Regions from separate parts of the Mus musculus genome. Here region 1 is linked to region 2. A link is a contact called in public HiChIP or PLAC-seq data. All regions are on one chromosome and are shown on one strand. The core of a region is the stretch at or near the end of the contact, and the rest is flanking DNA. Distances in the headings are between cores, read along the strand shown.

The links. HiChIP or PLAC-seq counts read pairs in DNA pulled down with a chosen protein or histone mark.
Region 1: an H3K4me3 HiChIP or PLAC-seq map of stem cell-derived neural progenitor cells shows a contact between it and region 2, with 14 times the contacts expected there. The contact joins the promoter of Zbbx here to the promoter of Bche in region 2. A contact is called at or near these places in 15 of 39 promoter capture datasets (the 3T3-L1 cell line, 3T3-L1-derived adipocytes, the C10 cell line and 8 more) and 1 of 115 datasets of contacts at active chromatin or transcription factors (stem cell-derived neural progenitor cells).

Annotation. Positions count from the first base shown.
Region 1 is chr3:75,141,081-75,147,483 of GRCm38.p6, forward strand. It overlaps Zbbx (zinc finger, B-box domain containing), which reads right to left and starts at 2,692. Exons shown (of 17, transcript NM_001310529.1): 1 at 2,508-2,692; 2 at 2-50.
Region 2 is chr3:73,704,458-73,710,999 of GRCm38.p6, forward strand. Bche (butyrylcholinesterase) reads right to left here and starts at 3,958. Exons shown (of 4, transcript NM_009738.3): 1 at 3,678-3,958.

The sequences.
Region 1 (6,403 bases), core at 1,442-3,941, 1.4 Mb after region 2:
CCTTGAATCTCTTCCTTAAGTAACTTCAATTTCACTTTTCCAGCAGAGAGCTGCATTAAGGATACAGATGTTATTTTTCAGCGACACAATCTCTTATCAAAGGAAAGTGTATTTGTTAACAGAATGTTAGATATCTATACCATTTGAGTGCATCTTACATATATATAAAATGTATTAGTTGAAATAATATAAAATTAAAAAGATAATCAAAAGCATATGGTAACTTAAATTTTCATTAAAAAAGAATACATATAAATCACTTTTGGTTTTGTTGTTTTGGATACAAGGTCTCACTAGGTAGCCCAGGTTAACCTCTCACTCAGGATCCTTCCAAATAAACTGATATTAAAATCATGAGCCACCATGCACAGATTGTAGATAAAAATTTTCAAAATATGCCAGGAATATTTTTCTTATTATATAAAGTTTCAGAAGCCCATTTTAATGCAATTATATAGGTTGAGTATAACAAAAAATAGTATATGTCAGCATGAATTGGTTTTAAGAAAATATTACCATTCATATTGTAAAGGTTTTGAGCTCCCTTCCTCCTTCTGTAACTCAAGAGTCTGGTATTTGTACAGACTGAATCTACACTAAATTTCAACTGAATCATTTTGTTCACATAACTGCAGAAGCCAACTTGTACAGTTTAGAGAACTACATTTAAGCATTGTGGCCTTACTTGTCATACATATTATTTATGATCCCCAAATTGTCTATGTGATTAGTTAAATATACTCAAGGAAGTAAATGCCAATACTGGGTATTTAAATATAAACAATCCCTTAAAACCTTTGGATTTTAACATAGTAGGCAGCAGAAGAAACCTGATAAGTGAGCACTCTCGCCTGGGTCTTATTAAAACCAGAATGTAAAGTGCACAAGTGAACACAGAGGCCGGTGTGCATTTACATAGACACTGCCGATTCATGCCCAGCTTTCAATTTGCAATTTGCATGCTCAATTGCCCAATTTGTACATGAAGATATGAGAACAATGGCTGCCTCTATATCTATGGCTGCACCAACTGCAGTCATCTTTGAAAATTTAGGCCTAATTATTCTCTGTGGTTTTGCTTCAATGAGGCACTTATTGTTCATATTCTTTGAAGTAGCTGCTCAGATGTTTTCTCTACCAAACACAGCAGAAAGGAAAATAGAATTGAAATCATCAACTTCTATATGAATCACACTTTTTTTTTAAGTTGGCAGTGTTATACAAGTTACAGATAAATTTAACCTCAATTTTTATAACCGAATTATCCAGTATGATTACCTTAATGATACAACTGAATTGCAATGAGATCAGCCTGGCTATGAGCTCCATACGAAGAGTAGTTATGTCAGGAAATAAAGTAATTATTAGGGAAATTTTATAATTTATTTTATTACTATGAGTAATATTTGTCTGTTTTATAAATGTATTCATATTTACTTCAAATTATCCTAATTACATAAAAAATATTTGAGTGAATAAGCTACAAACTCCTAGTTTCAGTCTAATTGAATTTTGTCATTAAATCTGATTTTTATGCTTGAAAAAATAATTGAGTGATAAAGTAGCATTACTAGATGGATACGGATGCTCACATGCATGTTTACATGCTTCTGAATATCTGAAACTAGAATTTAATGGACTTATTGCTGCGCCAGAAGGCATTGAACAAGAGCTTCCCAAAGCCAGCGCAGTTTAACTGGCTCTGCCATCCATAACAACTAAGCAATTGGGTTAGACTAAGCTATAGTCTGTGGTCTGCAGGCATCACAAATACCTGCAACCTGGCACCAGTGCTTTTATGTATCCAAATTGCCCTCGGGAGGCACCTTTTCAGTGATATTTATGCTCAACCCACCTCCTGAAAACTTGTCATCTCTGCTTACTATCTGTATATGCAACCCCCTTACTGTTCCATACAACCCTATGTGAAAATTCACTTAATTATTTGTGCTTGATATCTCTCCTAAAAATGTTTCACCATGAAGTTCACATTAAGTGAAGGTCACTTTGATGGTCACAGCTTCTCACGAAATAAATCGACAGAAACTCGTTCCTTGTTGAGGGTTTCGTTCTTGCTTTTGTTTTTGGCAGGCTGATCTCCAATTCACTATGTAGCTGAGGATTGCCCTGACCTTCTGATCTACATGCTCCATTTCACATGGGATGAGTGGCATCAGGCTATTTATGAGATGCTGGGAATGAAGCTCTGAGCTACCTGCATGCTAAGTAGGCACTCTCCCATCAGCCACTTTCCCAAGCCAACTAGTTCCTGATTTCCTCCCTTTCACTCTCTGCAGTGCGGTGGGGTGGGGAGGATCTGCACTCTTTACTCAGGGCACTGTTACAGTGTCATCATTCAACAATTCACATCCACCGAAGATCTCTGCTCTCTCTATGTTGTCAATGTACACGAGGTTCCTCCTCCACTAAATATCAGAAATCTACTCAGTATTTCTCTCTATCCATTTATCATTAATAACTCTAAATACCTCAGTGCCCCCCCTTACCTGACATCCAGCCCTGAAGATCCTCTAATACTCCAGCCCCTAAGTTCCTCTAGCTGCCCCACCATTGTAATCAAATCTTGCAGCTAGACATCATTCTAAATGTCCATGCCTTCAAAATCCCAAACACAGATGTTCTCAGTGTCAAGCATGATCGTTGTTCCTTTGACTCTCAGCTCTCCCTTTCTGCTTATTATTATGATGAAATAATGCTAGGGGGTTTCCTGGAAACCCATGCTGAATGACCCCCCCCCCAAGGGTACATAGGCCTTCTCAGCCATCCGTTCAATTCTTTGCTGCTCAACCCCAGCCATGATGCCCATAGCTGCTACTCCAAACCTCTGCTCTCAAGAATTCTGTCATCCTGTTTCCTGTGCTTCACCCTTGACAGCAAGTGCTGTCACCTTTGCTCTGTGAGGATGTTGAAAGCCTGTATCACCTGTCAGATCCAAGCTATAGTATTTGTGTTTACTTCCACCTGTTTTATATTTTCTTCTGTTTTGCTTGCCAGGGGGAATGCATTCTCTCTTCCCCAGTGAAGGTGTCTTTAATGAACCACCTTCTCAAACATGTCAGCCCCAACCTCTGGCATATTCTGTCATCTGCATCTTCAATTTCTGACCTGCTCACAATCCCACTCCTCAGCCAATAAACTGATGACACTCCACCAACTTAGTCAAAAGAACTTAACTCTGCCCTTGAGTCTATTGAACCTTCCTGTGTTCTTGCTCTTGTCTTCACTACTTGGAATATATTGTTGCATTGAACTGATAATGGCTAACTAATTGAACAATTAGTTTAATATTTTTTGTTAAACTAATTGTTCAATTAGTTAGCCATTATCAGATCAATATTTTAATATTTTCCTTTTCCAAAAATATTCATTGTAACAATTCAAAGTGGGTTCCTGTATAGCATCCCTTACCTTGCTTAGAACTCTAAATGTTACAAATGTCTTATGAACACATAGCAGAAATTCAAAGGAGTTGAGTTGTGTAAGAGTGCAACAATGACTAAATGAGTGAGAATTTTAATTTATAAAGCCAATAGAGAGCTTCTCACCATCAGCACAGTTGACACCAAGGGGCTCTGCAGTGCGTTGTAGCAAGATCAGAAGCAGCTTTGTTCCTGGTCCTGCCCTATTATACAACTTCATCAGAACAAGTAGAAAACCTCTCTTAATGGTCAAAGTGGAAAACAAAACAAAACAAAAACAAAAACAACCAAAAAAAAAAAAAAAAAAAAAAAACTTCAGACATTGCCAAAGGTCTCCAGGGAAGCAAAATTGCCTCATTGAGAACTCAGACTCTGAACTGAAGTTTCGTTATAACACAGCCCTTTGGATGTCATTAGCATGTCCATGTGTTCTAACTCTCCCTCCCTTTAAGCTTTTATGACATCCTAAGACTTTGACTCCATTCCTGCCCTTTTGTTATATCCAGGCTCTCTTCACTGGATGAAAACTGGGAGATTATTTTAGAATAAGGCTAACAACCTGATGCTTGACGTTGAGCAAATCAGTTTACTTCTCTGATGGGAAATTACTTCATCTGTGAAGCCACAATTATAAACTGAATCTTGTGAGAGATAGAGGTGGCTGCTGCAGTAAAAATTCAACAAAGAGAAGTCCACAGTCAGATTAATATACTGAATAAATATTAAATTTGAGGGTTACCATACACTGCACACAGACTTGGGTTTAAGTCTTCATAACTCTCTCGCTTATATAAATTTGTAGGGATATGTTTACTCAGCTTTACAGGTGAGTGAACACAAAATCCTAAATTTATACCACAGACTTTCCTTCCTTCTTCCTTCAGGCTTACTCTTACGCTAAACATCCTGTAAATCTCCTGTATGTTTTACTTAATTCTTTTTTCACTGTATTTTGATGCAATATTTTTCTTTACACTTCTCCCATCTCCATTTCAATTCAGATTTCTTTCATATGAGATCTATGGTCTTTTTCTAACCTTCTATTACCTCTGGGCCTCTGTAACCCTCTACACCTCTGGGCCCACTGATCTCTAGAGCATCAGGCACATATAATACCGACATCTCACAAAGTGACTGGGAAGTAGAAGAGAAAGACCTATTTCTACTTCTATTTATTCCACAATTAATATTATAACATATGTGCTGTAAATTGGTATGAACATAAATAAATAGAAGTATATACGTAGTAAGTCCATGTTCAAAGTCTATTAATTTCTGCTGCATTTCATGGTCAAAACTGTGTATAGCCAAGAAAAACCATTGTAAACCATTCTTTTATCATTTCAGTCCTACTGGTCAAGTTCTGCAGGGCAAGAGAACCCTATTCATCAATTGAAATGCATCACGTACCTAAGACTAGGATCAGAAACTTCTACATCTTTCACAGCCTCTAATTCTATGATAGCTACCTCCCACACTTCCCACTTTTGCCCTCTTTTGTAATTAGGATGTTTGTGGAAACAAAGATTTTTATTTATTCTTAAAATATTTCCCTATATAAATTCATTAGCCAAACTATTATTTTGCATGTATACACTATTCATATACAAAAATATTTATTACAAATGTTTTATATTGATTCTTACTAAAAATATTTGATGTACCTTGCTTTTACTATGGTAGATGAGGACTTCCTTAAAAACATGGCTTAAACCACTCAAAGTTCAAAACAGGGCTTTTCAAAGGCCATTGCACACAGGTCCATGAAGATATGTTTGGAAATCAAAACTAGGAGTTTTTCTGTTCTCTTCAGTTTTGTTTTGTTATGCTTCATTCTTTTCTTTTTGACTCAGGGTCTCAGACCATAACCAAGGCTGGCCTCAAGCTCAAGCCAGACCCCCTGCTTCAAATTCTTGAGTGATGGGAAGACAAGTATGAGCTACTATAACTGCTCACAGCACATTTTAAAAACATATTTATAGTAAAATATCTGAAATGCAACACAGGACAGTACTGTGGGAAGATAATGACCAGTTAAAAGTGGCTTATAAATTTTTAACCCCAAAATGAAAGAAGCCTCCCTCACAAAAGGGATGGCATTGTATAATGAAATGCTTTTTCAGAAGCCAAAAAGTACAGAAGTGCCGAGTAAGATATTTGTAGGTGCCAAATGACCCAATGAAAGTTTAATGATAGGTATATAAAAATAAAATGCTGTGCAAGTTAAAATTCACGAAGTCACGAATCCTGTACCAAAGAAGCCCAGAGAAAAAGTTTTCCTTATATAAAGACACCTCCCTGCCTGCAATCATAAATGTAACATTTTACAATGCACAACAGAGATAAAGTAAACCTGTAGCTTCGGAAGTGCCATGCAAATATTTCCTTGATCATCTTTATTCATGAGACCAAGAGTGTATAAATTATTATTATTCAAGAGGAATACAGCAACATTAAGGAAATAAGAAATAACATGAAGTCAGGACAGAAGCCTACAATCTGTTATATCATATAATATTAGTATTCTTGGTAATATAGAACAATGCCATTGTATTTTATATCCTTTAATCTGCAAATGAATGAAATGCTGTGTGTGAAATTTAGAGAAAGGCATAACACAAAATTTCTCCTCAAAGTAATTTTTAAAAACCTTCTGAAATATTTTATGTATATAAATTTCTTTCTGTATGAAAGACAAAGGATATCTGAGTAATTAACGCCTCATAGTAAGCCAAGGACAGGGAGCCTGAAATGAGGTCACTAAAGAACGAGGAGTGGATCCCTGGGCATGGGAGACTACGAAAGCCTGAAAACATATTCCATGCCCTTCTGTTTGGCAAATGTCATCTTTCTTACCTTGGTGGGATTCCCTTTACTTTGTGACGTCATCCTTGACAGGTTACGCAATTTGCTCACATTTCCAGATTTCCAGTGATATCCACTTGTCCTTCAACAGACAGAAA
Region 2 (6,542 bases), core at 2,708-5,207:
TTCTTCAACAGTTTCTTGTAAAGTAAGCATAATTACCTCCATCCTGTATTTGCTGGGAATGCATTTAACAACGATGGTAATTTCATAATATTCAATAGCAGCTACCATCACATCTAAAGAGTCAGTGTTTCTACATGGCCTATATTTGTACAATGTTTTCTTCTGTGATTTAGTACCTATTTTGGGATTTCCAGAGCACTGTTTACATGAATAAGAATCAAGTTCTCAATAATGACACCTATGAGTTTTTCTTGTGCGTAAGGTACAACGTAACACTAGAAACCACCATAGTGAGCACTCATTTATTTAAAGATGTTAATGCAGTTCCTCCCTGCATCCTACCTGCTGAGAAGATTTATTCTTCGTATTGATGAATCTGCAGTGTTAATGAAAAGATCCCTATGTTCCCACCTTCGATACAGTATAAATTGGTTATATATAAATTACCATTATTCTATTCTTTACTTAACATGACATTTGCCCATTCTGTTCCTCTCTGTCAAAGACATATTTTTGTTTGTTTGTTTGTTTGTTTTTTGTTTTTCGAGACAGGGTTTCTCTGTATAGCCCTGGCTGTCCTGGAACTCACTCTGTAGACCAGGCTGGCCTCGAACTCAGAAATCCGCCTGCCTCTGCCTCCCAAGTGCTAGGTTTAAAGGCATGCGCCAACCACGCCTGGCTCAAAGACATATTTTAACATGTTTTTATCACATAGTTAAACAATCAAAACAGAAATAAAGAGATTTCAAAATGAAAGTTTTCAATTATAATATAAAATATAAAAAACTTCCTTGCCTCTCATACATTCTGGTGTAACTGGTAACTGCTAAAAAGTAAAATATTAAATGCCTCTAGCTTATCATTAAAAAAATGAGGAAAATTTTCATATGAAATGCAGCAATCTTAAAGTAGATAAGCTCACACCTTGAAGTAGTAGTTAGTATTTTGAAGGGATTGGGAGCTTTTATCCCTAAGTCAACAGAAAATAAGTTCTAGAATTAAAAACCAAACATTAACCACAAAAAGGGAATTAGGATAACAAATTCAAGTTTAACAAATGTTGATTGATATCAAATTTTACAGCTAATATATTATAAATTCTAATCTTTTAAAAAATTTAACTTTTAAAATAAAAAGGCACATTATCCCCTCTTTTACTTTTAACTCAAATTCACAATCTAAATTCTCCAGCCAATTTTATGAGGAAATATACAAAGTAATATACATTCTTTAAGATATGGGTGTGTTAAAATGCTGATATAAAAAAGCTATCATCATTTATTTGTAAAAAAAATTGTCACATATTTAAAATAATAAACCATCCTAGAAATAATTAAAAAAAAAGGAAAATGTCAAAAACAAAAAATACTCATAATTTCAGTTTTTTGGTATCGTACATTCTTGTTTTTAAACTATGACTAATATCTGTGGATCTTATTTGGAAACGGAGGTTTGTAAAACATGTTGGTAAAGTGCTATCTAGTTAGCACTGGGCTGGTCTAGAAGCAACATTGGAATGCCATTTGACTAAAACAGCAGTTTCTTTACCCAATCAATTACTGTTCTGTTTCAGGCTAAGTAAACACATTTGAAGCAATATGTTAATGAAAGGACTATATTCTGATGTTCCACAGATTGAATGTCTGCTAAGACATCCAAGCAAATCAGGGTAATAGATGAGTTGTTAGGACCTGTAGTCTATTCTTGACTAAAATCACAGTGGATACAAGATCATATTAGTAACCTGAATATTAAATTACTAGATTTTTTTGGGTTTCTTTTGGAAGGTAAATTCTGTCTGTTATTGTTGTATTTCTATGACTGTAGTTGCCTCAGAGAAAGGAAGAAATTCTAAAGATACACTTGGTTGTCTCAGTCTGACAATCATACTATCAAAACAATGGGTCTCAAAGAGATGGGGATTTCCCCAGAAAACGAATGACACAAAATGAAAACATAAACCAGAAGGGAACTTATGTCCTTGAAGGAGATTCTATACAGCTCTAACAACGTGTAAGAACACCTTACAGGATGAGATGGAAGTCTAGACGATGAAGGGTCAAGGCTTGCTGGGAACATACCTTGAACAGGCTGCTTGGATGGGCACATTCTTGAACTTTATCCTTTCTTCAGGACTCTGAAGATGGACAATGGAGGCAAAGCTTTGTATCTTTTCCCAGTGTATCCATTGAGTACAACCCGTTTTCTGCTCTCCACTATTAGTTTAGCTCTTTAAATAGATTTAATGAGGACTTGTGTGACCAAACCTGGCTTAGGGCAAAGGTGGTGACCTCCAGATTTGATAAGACAGTCAGTCAGTTTCACTAAGAATAATCAGATGTTGGAAAACCATCAAAGCAAATCAAAGATGAAATTTAAAGTGCATTAGCACTTGTGACCAAGAAATCAAATCAAAGACTAAATTTATAGAGGAGAATAAATTCATATATCCTCTAAAATTTTTCTTGGTTTACTTTTTAATAAAAATATGATATGGAAACAGCTTCAGATTTCTTCTTATAATTCAAGATGTAGAATATTGTACATCAACAAAAATAACACTCAAAAGGAACAAAGCATGTCTTTGTAAATGTGGCTAGGCGTTTATTTGCCATCTGAAGGTAATGGTATTTTGTCGATAAAAACCCCAGACTTACAATTCAATTCATTCAGTTATCTTTAAAAGCCTCCTGTCTTCAAACAATATGACTTTTGTGAAAGTGAATTATAGTCATGTTTGTTATAAATATTCTATATTTTATATTAATGAAGCATTGTACCTGCTCATTGGAACACATTCATTCAGATGCAGAATACCTGCTTAGGGAAATATATATATATATATCACATAGAAACCTAATAAAATGATTTTGTGTGTCTTTCAATTTTTTTTTCTGTTCCTATAAATCTTATAGTCAATGACTAAACTGAGGCTGATGTTATAAAATAATGGTAGATTTCCAGGATTCTAGGATGAGACAAAACTTCCCATTTTTATACTATTCCTATAAAAATAACGGTAGCATAAGATAATTTTGTCCGGTTTAAACACTCAAAGTTGGCCAATCATGGATAAGGAAGTATTTGTAAATTAAATTAGAGAATATATTTTCTTGGACATAGAAGGAGTTTTCGATTTCTGCATGCCAGTGGATGTTGTGAAAGTTTCAGGGGACAAAGTGTTGCTTGGTAAAAGTGCCCTGTTAAGTAATAAGAGAAAATTAATCTACGTGATTGCAAAATAGAAGATATTGAAAACTATCATGTGTGCTCAAATAAGTACTTCTGTTAAGAGGTTGACTAACCTCTGCATTAAAGGGTAACCTAGCCTAAAATAAGTCTCCATAGAAAGGGAATACATACATTCATACATACATACATACATGCATACAAATGTAAGAGACTCCACAGGTGCTATGCCTATTCGGTCAATGTATAACAAATTCACTCGGTCCTCAAGAGAAAAAGGGATTAACTTTGTGTCTTCCGGAATAAGAGAAAGCCCCGAGGTAGTGGCTTCTCGCCTGGCTCTTCTGTCCTGTTCCCTTGTCAGGGACTAGTCCCAAGGGAGCACCACAAACACGTGAGAAAAAAAAAAAAAATCTCCTTCCCTTCTTGCCTCAGTCGATCTTCACTGGAACTTCAGCACAAGATCTGTAAAAATCAGAGCAACTCACCGGAATTACTGCAGCAAAGGATGAGGAAGTTTGCAAAGTGGCAATCTTGCAATGCTTTGGGGACGCGCGGGATGCAGCTGCCGCCCTGCCTGTGAATTGCAGGACTCTGACATTTCAGTCAACTCTTCCAGACAAAGCTCGCGAGAGCTGGCAGCAGCAACTTGATCTGGCTCTGGCCAGGCTTCCCAGGCTGACATCTGCTCGCACAAAAGCAGCGGTGACTTCTTCAGAGAGGGTTGTGGGTCTTCCTCCACCATTGCAGGCAGGCTTCAGGAGAGAAGGAGGGGCGGGGCGGGGAGGGTCAGTAATAGAAAATGAGCGAGTTAGTTTGCACTATCCCGGACTTTAACATTTGGTGTTTTGTTTTGGTTAGTTTGTTTTGTTTTGTTTTCGTTCTCTATCGTGGACTTTTTTTTTTTTTTCTTTAAAAAGTTTTACGGTACTAAACATTGTGTATAGTAAGTATTCTAACGAAATGGTATTGGAACCAAGTGTACCTGCAATTTTGTGAAAATAGTACAACCATAAAACGTCGTAAAAAAAACATTGTTAGGAAACAAAATAATCCCTATATAAACTATGAAAATCAAAAGAGTGCTTACAATAGCTAAATAACTGACTACCACCACTCCTGCCCCTTACACCCTGCATTTCAACCCTTATTTAAGTCCTAGAGATTTTACAGGTCTTGACAACTTCTCAAAAGTCCCTGCTGGTCATATATAAGAGGAAAACCCATGATTTATTATACACATTAAAAGCCCAAAGTTCTTCAGCAAACAGTTAAAAGAACATTTCCAGCCCGGCAGTGACAGTGTTTGTGAACATATATTTTCATTTTCAAACGTATTTTACCTTACATATATATTTTTGCAAAACAATAAAAAGAACAAGAAAAAAATAAAAAGTGAAAAAAATTAAAAAAAAAAACAACACAAAACAAACAAACAAGAAAAAACCTTCCAGGAACACTTTAAGGGCTGACTCTCAAATACACTTGTAAGGTTTTGTAAATGTCAGCTTTCACTACTTAAACCTGTCAGCTGAAGGCTCACTACAGATTTAACAGATTACCTAAATTTATAGAAAGATCCACTTCGTTTTTAGTAGAAAGTAACATTTCAAACATGTAAATATACTAACTGGTGCTTTCATCCTGGCTACTGCTCATGACTAATAATTTATATGTAATCTGTTAACCCAAGGAACACGAATTTAGCATGACTAATTAAATTTCCAGGTGCTAAAATTTGATCTTCAAAATCTCAAAATCTTGCTATGTTACTAGCCCTACTAAATTTGGGGGTTAAAATTTCAGATTATACGTTTTTTATATCATTTTATAACAAATGCTTTCCAGATAAAAGACATTTTTATTAGCTGATTATCGTTTCTCTGTAAAGTATTACTTGGGCAATATCGATTACGTGACAAACACTACAATCAAAACACCACTTCTTTGTTTTCCATAGAAGTTTAAAGTTGTATCTAAGCGCAAGCCCTGATCTTAGTAGGTGAATTTATCTGAGCTTTTGTGCATGCTGCTCATGTCTACTCCATATTGTATAACATATGTGTCAACTCTAAAATAGTCATGAAAAATATAAAATCATATACTAGAAGACTGCAATACATGTTTAAAATAGGTAGCAATCCATATTAGGGGATTATGAAACTGACTTTTTTTTTTTTCTTTTGTTGAGTATTTTTACTTCAGTGAAGCACTTAGGTTCGAGGCCCATTCGTTCATTTAGTTCATTTTTGTCTGAGTTTCTCAGCTCTCCCATTTTGCTGTACACTACATTAGTTCCTACTTAAAGCACGTCTTCCTGTGTTACTGATCTTTCCCTTGTGGCTGAAAATGCAACAGGTACTTTGCGTCTGTGCTGTGATCTTTTCCCCATTTCTCCAGTGTGATGATATTGGTCATGTGCCCGGAAGCTTGTTGAGTCAGGCAGGCAAGCTGCATGCCACCGGCTCATCGCCTTGTGTTTTGTCAGCACTCTGGCAAGGGTTTTTGTACTGGCTGAACGTGGTTCTCATGGGGTAGCCAAGAACCCTTGACTCCTCCCTCCTTCCCACGTTCAGGGTGGCCTGGTCTGCTGCCCTTAAAGAACTTCTTTAGGTAGCCATTCACAACACCTCTCAGGTACTGTTTTAGGTGATGTCTTGTACAAAAATGTTCTGATCTTTAACTTTTATTGATATACTTTTTTCTGCATTGTAAATTACCTTACAAGGAATTATATCTCTTCATACCATTTTTCAAATAATTTTTCCTTCTTCTTTTTTTTCTCTCTCTCCCTCCCCCCGCCTTTTTTTTTTCCTTATTCTTCCCCCATCTTTTAACCCAGGAGCCTCATCTGACATCAGGGTATATGTGATATTCCACCCTCTCCCCTTTCATTGCTTTTTAACAAGAACAATTTATTTCCCTTTCAAAGTATCTGTAACAAAGAAAAACACCTTGAATTTTTGCATTTTACATATCATAGTTTAGGAAAATACTACTTCCTTACTTTATAACTCTATAAGGACAGTCAAATACTTTGTTGTAGCTTTCCTGGTTCTTATTTACTTAATAATGTAAACTATCAATTGAAATATTTCAAGGACTATCATAGCATTGGTATTCCTAAGTATTTTTAATCTCTATAATGATGATGACAGTATGAAGAAAGAAGTAGTATTACTGGGCCAGAATGTAGGTCAGCGATTGTAGCAGTTTGAGTGAAAAATGGCCTCATTGACACATAGGGACTAGCACTAGTGATAGGTGTGGCCTTGTCTGAGTAGGTTGGAGTTGTTAGAGGAATTGCATACCTGGGGGAAGACATTGAGTTCTCAGAAGCTCATATCAAGCCT